Regions from separate parts of the Sus scrofa genome. Here region 1 is linked to region 2. The links are chromatin contacts, called in public HiChIP or PLAC-seq maps. All regions are on one chromosome and are shown on one strand. The core of a region is the stretch at or near the end of the contact, and the rest is flanking DNA. Distances in the headings are between cores, read along the strand shown. Region 1 has its middle 17 kb from the start of SMIM10. Region 2 has its middle 17 kb from the start of HPRT1.

What was found. HiChIP or PLAC-seq counts read pairs in DNA pulled down with a chosen protein or histone mark.
Region 1: a contact with region 2 is called in an H3K27ac HiChIP or PLAC-seq map of alveolar macrophages. The contact joins two enhancer-like sites. A contact is called at or near these places in 1 of 5 promoter capture datasets (liver), 1 of 47 Hi-C or Micro-C datasets (liver) and 1 of 2 datasets of contacts at active chromatin or transcription factors (alveolar macrophages).

What each region holds. Positions count from the first base shown.
Region 1 is chrX:110,769,366-110,774,785 of Sscrofa11.1, reverse strand. It overlaps a transcript of MOSPD1 not described here. Among named protein-coding and RNA genes, the nearest start is that of SMIM10, 17 kb to the right of the region's middle. Within about 2 kb of position 1,450, at least 46 of the 83 cell types and tissues checked have an H3K27ac peak or open chromatin away from gene starts, as enhancers often do. A contact at or near this core is called in alveolar macrophages, where this site is marked.
Region 2 is chrX:110,301,954-110,307,603 of Sscrofa11.1, reverse strand. It overlaps a transcript of PHF6 not described here. Among named protein-coding and RNA genes, the nearest start is that of HPRT1, 17 kb to the left of the region's middle. Within about 2 kb of position 3,148, at least 1 of the 83 cell types and tissues checked has an H3K27ac peak or open chromatin away from gene starts, as enhancers often do. A contact at or near this core is called in alveolar macrophages, where this site is marked.

The DNA of each region.
Region 1 (5,420 bases), core at 201-2,700, 470 kb before region 2:
AGAATCGACGGCTCTGCCATGTGCATTGTTGCCTGAACCAGGGCTGAGCTCTAAGCTATAGAATCTGATAGATTAAGAACAGGAGTTGGTGGCAGGGGAATGGGGTCTTTCCAGGCTATGGTAGAAGTTCCACCCTTCATTAAGCTCACCCCTAAAGGTCATAGGTAATCCAATACCTCCCTATAAGAAGTGATCCTTTTAACCACTTCATGAAGGCCATAAATATATATCTGGGGATTGTGGAGGTTTTGGGGGAAATCTCCTGATCCTCCCAAGGGTAGGGCAGAGGTAGGAGGACCAGCATGGTTGTACAAAGCATCAGAAGTCAGTAGGACCAAAACTGGAAGCCACAAGCACACAGTTAATTCCTGGTGAGGCCTGCATGAGAACCTTGGTTCTTTGTGTCCGAGGCATCTTTCATTACATGACATCACTAGATCTTAGAAAGCCTTTGTAATAGCAGAATTAAGTAAGTAGAAGAAATTTTTGGCGTTGTTTATTCTTTAAACATGTCAACACAGTATCCAGCCCTAACTGGAATTAGACATGCAGTTAACTAAAATTTCATGTCTTCTGTATAGCTTACCATGGTTTAAACATATCAGCAGGGAGTTCCCCTTGTGGTTCAGTGGAAATGAAGCTGATTAGTATCCATGAGGATGTGGGTTGGTTCCCTGGCCTCACTCAGTTGGTTAAGGATCCGGTGTTGCCTTGAGTGTGGTGTAGGTTGCAGGCGCGGCTCAGATCCTGCGCTGCTGTGGCTGTGGTGTAGGCTAGCGGCTACACCTCCGATTCAGCCCCTAGCCTGGGAACTTCCATATGCTACGAGTGCGGCCCTGAAAAGGAAAACAAAACAAACAAACAAAAAAAACCCAAAACAAAACACATCAGCAGAAGCCTTATCATTATGATTATGGTTACTAAAATCAACCCCCAAGGGAAAGGAGAACAATACTGGCAATCTGTTCTGCCTGTAGACATGCTGAGTGGTTGGGTACAGTTCTCTTTCGTGGGCCCCAGGTGTCAGCAGCTCTGTTCTTGCCATCCAGACTAGAGTGGCCAAAGGTGCAGTGTCTCATTTCCTGCCTGAGAGGTTCATAAGTATGCAAAGTTCAAATCATTTCTCTTTTTCTCCAAATGGAGCTGGAACTTTATACCCCTTTTATTATCCTCTCTTGTGTTACAGAATGTGTCTCATATAAGGCTGTGAGCCATCTGCCATTTGGCCCTATTTCAGGTCAGTGGGTATGATTTTACCTGAGGCATTTGCACTTAGGCTTTACCAAACACCAGGAAATCTCACTACCACTCTGATGTTTATATTCCCAGGCTTCAGCAGGAGTGCGTTCCGCGGAGGCGGGCCCAGGGCAGGGGTGGGCGGGCCCAGGGCAGGGGTGGGCGGGGCCATGGCCCATACCGGCGCCTGCGCGGGTTCCTCCCACTGGACCAGATGGTTGCTAGTGCGCAGGCGCAACATGGAGTCCACGCTAGGGCCTGAAGGGGCGGGGCTAACGTCTGCTCTTGGAGGGCGGGGGCGGAATCTATGTTTCCCAAGGCTGTAGGGGAGGCTAGGTCTTACGTAATGGGGACAGAGCCCGCTGCGCTTGGGGAGGGGAGGGCCAGGTGCTCTGAGGCTGAAGAGTCAGCCAGGTGCTCACCTTCCCCACCCTCCCTGGCACTCACTCGCCTTTCCGAGTTCCTTGTCTGACGCTCAGTCTCTGGACACCCCCCCTCACTTTTGTGAGGTTCTGTGAACACACGTTCCTGTTTATTATTCATGCATCGCTCAGCCAGAGAGTACTTGCACCCAGGCTGCACATGTTGCCTGCGGTATTAATAGGAAAGCCCCAAATATTAGCCAGCATAGTCCAGAGCAGCATGTTCAGAGAATGATGCACCATGACCAGGGAATGTAAGGAAGGTTGAGTGTTAAGAAATCCCTTGATTTGCTATATTAAAAGACCAAAAGAAAAAAAATTGTAAATCAACTATACTTTAATCAAAAAAATTTTTAAAGACCAAAAGAAGATAATCATATGGTCATCTGCATCGATGTTGAAAAGATAAAAATGAGGGGTTATCTGATTTTACCAGAGGCACTTACTTTTAGTTTATTACCAATACCGGAAAATCAAATTACCACTCTGATCATTAAATTACTTTTTCTAACATTGTAATCACATATATGCACATAATTCACCATTTAGGGCAATGACACTCCAGTTTCTTTCATAAATCACGTTTTTATGAGATAATGCTGCAGGGCAACTCTCTGGATGCCCACAACAGCTCCATCCAAAGACAATATGGCTCCTGTTGTTCCTGTTTAAAATACATAGTTGATTAATGGGTTTGGGGTTGGGATTTTAGTTGAACTCTTACTTTTATAGGTTGTTTATATATGCGAACATTTAAGGGAATCTTGGGTTCACTGATTTTATAAGTTTACTAAAAAGTAAATAAATTATAAATTTTATAAGTTTACTAAAAGTAAATAAATTATAAATTTTAAAGTAAATAAATTATATAGTATCTGTGAAAGTTTTATTCATTAAGACTGTCTTTTTGCCCCTCTGAACTCTATTCTTCCTCTGTTTTCCTCGCCTTGGTAGATGGAAATTCTTTCCTTCCTATTGCTCAAGCCAAACACCTCGGTGTCCTCCTTGATTCCTCTGTTTGTTTCATGCCCCACATTAACTCCGTCAGCAAATCCTCAGCTCTCCCTTCAACATACAAGCAAAGGGCTGTAAATCCAGGGATGAGAGATATTGCTGTGGCTTTCTTTTCAGTCAGTATACCACAGTCTGTATATGGCAATATGAGCCATTACCTAGAGCAGAGTCTTATAAGCAGAATATGGATTCATAAAAATACAAGAACTAATATATGGAAATGAAGTCTATATGTAAGATATGAGCTTACTCAGGGTGTATGAATTCCTTCTAATCCATTGGGATGAACATCAAAGCAAAACCTAGGGGTAGGAGTTCCCTTTGTGGTTTAGTGGTTAATGAGCCCAACTAGGATCCATGAGGATTTGGGTTCCATCCCTGGCCTCACTCAGTGGGTTAAGGAACTGGCGTTGCTGTGAGCTGTGGTGTAGGTCGCAGACTTGGCTCAGATCCTGCGTAGGCCAGTAGCTGCAGCTCCGATTCGACCCCTAGCCTGGCAACCTCCATATGCCGTGGGTGCGACCCTAAAATGAAAAAAAAAAAAAAGAAAGAAACTAGGTGTAAAGGAGACATTTGTGGATTTGCAAGTTGTTCGAATTTCAGCTCAGCCTTCTCCCTTCATACCCTAAGAGCAATAGAAAATAAAGGGAAGGTCCTTTCTACAGAACTGGGGGGGTGGGTGGGGGGGGAGAAAATAAACATCTCGCCCACAACTTGAATGTTACGTAAAGCTCAGATGCAGGATTACAGTTTTAGACCACTGTCTGGGATCAGTAAAATTTTGTGATTGACGGAAGAAATTTTCACAATTGAGGTATGGGGAAGTCATTCTGGCTTATATGTGATTTGGCTTGAACTTTATGCTAACTAGAACAGCCTGTCCTGTGACCTGTTTATCATGCTTTGTGCATCTGCTTTAGCCATTAAGAAAAGAATGCATTATCCAGAAGTAAAGTATGTCCACTTTGAAGATAGGAATAAATGCCACCCCATCCTATGACGCTTATGCTAATATTCCTTTAAAGATAAGGTTCCCTTCCCAGACACTAAGGTCAAGCTGACTCACTGTGTACGTGCTAATCTCTCCCTCTTGAAATCTTGCAGGAATGTACTCCTGCCATGTTTGTGTTTGATGGTTGTTGTTTGTTGTGAAAAGACATAAAACCGTGATGAAAACCATGCTTCTCCAGAGAAGCTTCTCAGAATTACTGATTAGCTGTTTCCTAGGCCTGGTTTGGTTCAAATACAACTTTTTTCTCTTCCTATTACAGATTGTTTATTGATTATTTGTTTTGACATGATGATAAATATGTCTTGGCACCATCTGGGTTAGAAATGGCAATGTGATACGGGCTAGCATTTTGAGCAAGTTCAGAATATTGGTTCTTGATTTAGTTCCAATATTAATAAAGGGGACAAACCTCTAAAAGGTTGGTCTTCACAGTAATCCTTTGTTCTTTGGTAATACCTTTCATCGGAGGCACTAGAACACTTGGAAAATACGCCCCTGTGAGGTCATCTATATGATTTTCCCATGGGAAATTCCTTAATATTGTGAACAATGATTCATCAAAAGAAAATGATTCACTAAGAATCTTAGGATGGGGAGTTCCCGTCGTGGGCAGTGGTTAACAAATCCGACTAGGAGCCATGAGGTTGCGGGTTTGATCTCTCACCCTGCTCAGTGGGTTAGGGATCCGACGTTGCCATGAGCTGTGGTGTAGGTCGCAGACGCGGCTCGGATCCCGAGTTGTTGTGGCTGTAGTGTAGGCCGACAGCTGTAGCTCCGATTTGACCCCTAGCCTGGAAACCTCCATATGCCACGGGTGCGGCTCTAGAAAAGGAAAACAAACAAACAAAAATCTTAGGATGTAGACTCAGAATGGCCTTGGATATCTCCTAGTGCTGTAGCCTGACTTGTGTACCACCCCCACCCCAGATAATCTGTTGAAGCCCTAACTCCAATGTGATTGTATTTGAACACAGGGATTTTTGGAGATAATTAAGTTTGAAAGAGGTCATGGTAGAGTTCCTGCTGTGCTGCAAGGGGATTGGCAGAGTCTCTGCAGCCCCAGGATGCAGGTTTGATCCCAGGCTCAGCACAGTGGGTTAAAGGATCCAGCGTTGCTGCACCTATGGCTCAGATCTGACCCCTGGCCCAGGAACTCCATATGTCATCATGGAGTGGCCAAAAAATAAAAAATAAAAATAAAATAAAAGAGGTCGTGAGGATGGAGTCCTAATCCAATAAGATTGGTGGCCTTATAAGAAGAGGAGAAGAGAGAGAGAGAGGTCTCTTCCTGCCCACACACGTGGAGGAAAAGCCATTTGAGGACATAGGGAGAAGGCAGTCTTCTCCTGGCACCTTGATCTTGGACTTACCAGCCTCCAGACCTTTGAAAAACAGATTTCTGTAGTTTAAGCTACCCAGTCCATGGTATTTTGTTTTGACAACCGGAGTGAAGACACCTAATCTAAGATTTTCCTAACTGTGATCTTGAAAACACTGGTGTGCTTGGACCATTCGTAGCTGTCGATTCTATGGTTAACCGCCTTTGAATGTGTTGCATAATATTAAGGTCTATTGGAAATCTACGATGTACATTAGAATAGGAAAGGCTTCTAGTGCCCTAGAGTGAGAAAGTGAGCCCGACTAGGATCCGTGAGGTCATCACTGAAGACTGTCATTATTGCAGGAACATCTTCTGACATCTGCATCACAGATTCCTTACATGAGGTCTCTGAAAG
Region 2 (5,650 bases), core at 1,899-4,398:
ACTACATTCGACTTATTTTTTATTTAGAAGCTTTTTTTGTGTGTGTCTTTTTGCCATTTCTTGGGCCGCTCCCGCGGCATATGGAGGTTCCTGGGCTAGGGGTCCAATCGGAGCTGTAGCCGCCGGCCTACACCACAGCCACAGTAATGCAGGATCCAAGCCGCATCTGCGACCTACACCACAGCTCACGGCAACACTGGATCCTTAACCCACTGAGCAGGGCCAGGGATGGAACCCGGGCAACCTCATGGTTCCTAGTTGGATTCATTAACCACTGAGCCATGATGGGAACTCCCTATTTAGAAACTTTCTTGTTGATTGACCAGTAGAACTGAATATTCATGTTATTTTTATTCTTCATTTTTATTTTCATACATACAGGTATCTGTCACTTGAAATTTTTAAATAAAAATTTTTCTAGCAAATGATATGTATATCAAGTTAATTTTTCTTTTTCTTTCTTTTTTTTTTTTTTTTTGCTTTTTACGGCATACGGAGGTTCCCAGGCTAGGGGTCTAATCGGAGCTACAGTTGCCAGCCTAGGCCACAGCCACATCAGATCCGAACTGCATCTGCAACCTACACCACAGGTCATGGCAATGCCATATCCTTAACCCACTGAGGGAGGTCAGGAATCGAACCCACAGCCTCTTGGTTCCTAGTCAGAATCATTTCTGCTGTGCCACGATGGGAACTCAAGTCAATTTTTCTAGTTAGTCTTTCACTCATTTTGTTAGATTTTATTCATACAGGGACAAAATAACTAGTGGAAAAGTGGAAAGTTCAAATGATTTTATCTTATTTTTACATAATTGACCAGTGGGAAGACAGAGTCGTGATGTGGGGAGTAGGAACCATCACAACAGCTAAAGGTCAGAGGAATTCTTCAGCAAAACAATACCCGGTTCCTTCAAGTACACTGAACTGGGCTATATTTGACCCTGGACACACAGAGAAGTAGATCCATGTGGCAAAAATGAACAGCTCTGAGCAAGCTATTTATTTTCAGAAAGCAGAAGGGAAATGATTCAGCAATTACTACTGTTAATAATACATATGAAACAAAACCTTTTGACTTAATCTTTTCACACATGAAATATACTGCCCAGTGTCCCAAAGATAATTCACATTCCACTTTGAGATATAGTCTATCTGGTCCTTATAATAAAATCAAAACCCCACAGAATTTTCTAGAGAGCATGTATTTTTTTTTTAGAGGTACCATACCTTTTTTCATTAAAAAGCACTCCTTTGGAGCAGCAGAACAGGGGAGCCCAAGGCCTATGGGTGGACTTTTAAATAACTACATTTTTTTTTTTTGGTCTTTTAGGGCCTCATCTGCAGCATACGGAAGTTCCCAGGCTAGGGAATGAATGGGAGCTGCAGCTGCCGGCCTATACCATGGCCACAGCAATGTGGGACCTCATCTTCGGCCTACGTTGCAGCTCAGGGCAACGCCGGATCCTCAACCCACTGAATGAGGCCAGGGATCAAACCCAAGTCCTCATGGGTACTTAGTCAGGTTCATTACTGCTGAGCCACAATGGGAACTCCCAAACTACAAATGTTTTGGACAGCATTTTTTTTATCAAAACTCTATACAAACCCTTTACTCAGCAGTTCCGCTTCTGGAAATTTCAGAACATGAAGATATATACATGAGACTGGACAGAACAACTCCGGCTCATCCATACACTGTGATGCCATGTAGCTGCTAAACAGAATGTGAGGACTCTAACTGCGCTGATGACACCTTGTGGTGGTGTTCAAGCGAAAAAGACAAGGTGCAAAACTGTAGATACAGCATGAGCCTATTTATGCTTTAAAAAAAGTGTCGAAGTTGTATCTATACACAAGCATTTGGCAGAATACACATCAAATACTGGGAAGTAGGCTCGTGGAAAAGGGGTGGTTTTTACATTTTGCTTTATGTATCTGCATATTTCAATTTTGTACCATGGCTACATTTTTTTTTTCAATTGAGGTAAAGTTCACATAAACATAAAACTCAACTTTTAAAGCATATAATTCGTGGGTTTTAGTATATTCACAAAGTTGTGTAACCATCACCACTATTTAATTCCATATGTTTACACCACCCCAAAAGAAACTCTATGCCTGGGAGTTCCTATAGTGGCGCAGCAGTAACGAACCTGACTAGCATCCATGAGGATGCAGGTTCGATCCCTGGCCTCGCTCATGGGGTTACGGTCCGGCGTTGCCGTGAGCTGTGGGGTAGGTCACAGACACAGCTTGGATATGGCATTGCTGTTGCTGTGGCGTAGGCCGGCAGCTACAGCTCCGATTTGACTCCCAGTCCTGGAACTTGTATATGCCACGGGTACGGCCCTAAAAGACCAAAAAAAAAAAAAAAAAAAAAAAAAAGGAGAGAGAGAGAAACTCCATGCCTGTTCCCAGTTACTTCTCATTCCCCCTCCTTCCTGCTCCTGGGACCCACTCATCTGCATTCTGTCTCTATGAATCTGCCTCTTCTGGACATTTCCTATAAAGGGACTCCTACAATACGTGACCCTTTGTGTTGACTTCTTGGACTCTTCTTAGCTGGCTTCATCCATGTTGTAGCACACATCATTTCTTTTTACGGCCACATATGACTTTTATCCACACAAAATCTGGAAATAGCTCTGATTTTTAAAATAAACAAACTAAAAAACCTTATCCTTTTGTACAAATGACTTAATAGAAACTCAACAGCTATAAATCCAAAGTCCATGTTAAAGTACAGTCTACCTCTATTTCCCTGCTCCCAATGCTCCCTTGAACAGCTACTCTCTCAGGTCTCATTTAAAGGGTTGTCCCTTCAAAACATTTTTGTTTTCACATAAGTCTCTTTAGTAGGCTATTATCAGTCACAGAGCAGACCTAGTTAGCTCTCTGCCCAGCTGCACCTTCCCTATCTCTGCACCACTGCCTCCACCCCCAACACAAAAACACATTTCTAGCCTACAGAAGTACAGGCAAAGGTAGGATTTATATTCATGAATTTGCTATCTCTTGACAAAGACCCAGGTCTGGTTTGCTGACTGACTTTAAATCTTTTTTTTGGCCGCACCCACAGAATGTGGAAGTTCCCAGGCCAGGGATCAAACCCACGCAACAGCTGTGGCCCACGTTGCTGCAGTGACAACACTGGATCCTTAACCACAACAGAACTCCTAGTGGACTGACCAGTAGGCTGACTACATACAGAATCTGTCTGCTACAGTAGAACGAGTTAAAATGCTATCGCTAACTTTCACGGTAACTGATATAGTTTTCATCTTCTGAATAAAAATCAAGAGTACATTTTTGCTTTGTCCTTAATGTCCAGTTACCTCCATATCTGAACAAGGCAACACTGATTGATACATAAAGCAGCACTGTCTCAGGGACTGAGTTTTTCCCTTAAAAACTATGGACCGGCCATTTGCTGGCCAAAGAATTATCCTAGGAAATTCTATGACATTTATGCTTTGGAATGACCTAAGCAATTGCTGATGACTGCAAATGAAAAAGGAAAACAAACCCCAAAACACCCCAGTCCCAAAACCCAGCTGTCAGCAGTTTCAATTAGCTAAAGAAAACCACATAACTCTCTTCTCCATATTTTTGGGTAATTAAAATGAAACTAAGTAATGGATTTTGAACACACACGCACACACACACACACACACACACACACACACCAAGCACAACTAGGAAACATTTGCAAGAAAGCACACGGTCCTATTGCAATAGCGTTAATCAGAACTTCTTACTTGATTTAGTTTTCCTCTTGAGTAGGAATGCAGGAATGCAGCTTAGGAATTGTATGTATGAAAAGAGTATATTCTATCAATTAAAACTTTGATTTCTGCCTTGGATAGGACCCTCTCAATATATGAGCACTATTGCTAGAAGTAAGCTAAGCACAGAAAAGGGAGTAAGTACACTGGAATGGTTAAGGTGGAACACCTCTATGACAAGGACATTAATCCTGCACCCTTATTAGCAATCAGATAAACTGTACTTGGAGTTTTCGGTTTTTTAAATTAAAAAAATTTTTTTTGCCATTTCTTGGGCTGCTCTCGCGGCACATGGAGGGTCCCAGGCTAGGGGTCCAATCGGAGCTGTAGCCGCCAGCCTGAGCCAGAGCCACAGCAACGCGGGATCCAAGCCGCGTCTGCAACCTACACCACAGCTCACGGCAACGCACGATCCTTAACCCACTGAGCAAGGCCAGGGAGCGAACCCGCAACCTCATGGTTCCTAGTTGGATGCGTTAACCACTGCGCCATGACGGGAACTCCTGTTGTTGTTTTTTTTTAAAATTACCTTCTAACTAGGTTCCAGAGGAAGAACCAAGATGTAATGCAGTTCTACCATGCTTGAAAGATTGCTGTTTCTCTCCATGATAAAAATCTTTATGTGTGAAACTTTGGACTAAACTCAAATTCACATCTTTCTCTGTCTCATACCTGTTTAATGACAAAGTTATTAAACAAACTAGGCATTTCACCTTGAAATAAGAACGAGACTAAAAGGAACATAATACTGCTGCTGTTACAAATAAGCTTCATCATACCGTTGCACAAAAAAAGACATAAATACAAACATGAAAGTCATAACTCATTTATTGAATGAATAGTATATGCAAGAATACCAATAAAAGGAAACTAATACTACAAACTACAATTTTGAAAATAAAGCCAATATAACAGGAACAAAATATACATAACATGAGAGGAATGTTTGATTTTGACCCATAATGCATTCCTTATCTTTACAATTACCCTAAATGTCTGTTAGAACAAAACTGTATACCTTGGTCTAACTTTAGTGCTTTTTAAAAAAGCAACAACATTCTAGAACACTTTTCTTTTTCTTTGAGATATTTAAGATTCACACATTTGTTCAAGTACATAGATTCTGATTCAACAGTAGATCTACATATCTTGTTATTCTCTTAATATCTTGAGTAGCATGTACTCCTGAGCAAGTACTATCTGAAATTCTAAAACTGCTGATCCTTGAAATAAAACGTATTTCAGTTGTGGGTTTTTAATAAATTGAGATGAAAGTAAAACTCACCCCTCCCCTCCCCCCTCCCCCCAGGAACAAAGAGCTCTTATTAAAGTATAGAAACTCAAGTCTATCTTTCTACTCTAAAGAACATTTCTTACTAACATTTCTGGTAAGGCAATAAATGCTCCAGAATAATCTTCAATATACGCTTGCAAAGATTACACTGTTTAATATCAATAACAAAAACAAAACAAAAAAAGGGGAAAAAGAAAAAGGGAAAAAAAGAACAGACGCTTCAAAATTTCAAGCTAAAATGCGTAAAAGACAGTCATGGCAGTATTTTTTGAAATGATGTAAAATGTTATATACTTAGCAAATAATGTCATGCTTATTAAAACTACAGTTAAGGACTTAAGAGATGAACAGTAAATACACTGCTGAGGTCCATTTTGCTAAATATTCATACCACAATGTAATTACTACCCAGAAGATGATGATGCTACTCGGGAACATAAGTACTGTACAATTTTTACATTGTAAGGCACTTTTACTCAGCATGTGACGAAAACATGGAGAGAGAATCAAAATATTGGAGGTTTACAACCAAAGGTGATTTTTCATGTGACTTCAATTTACATTTCAATTT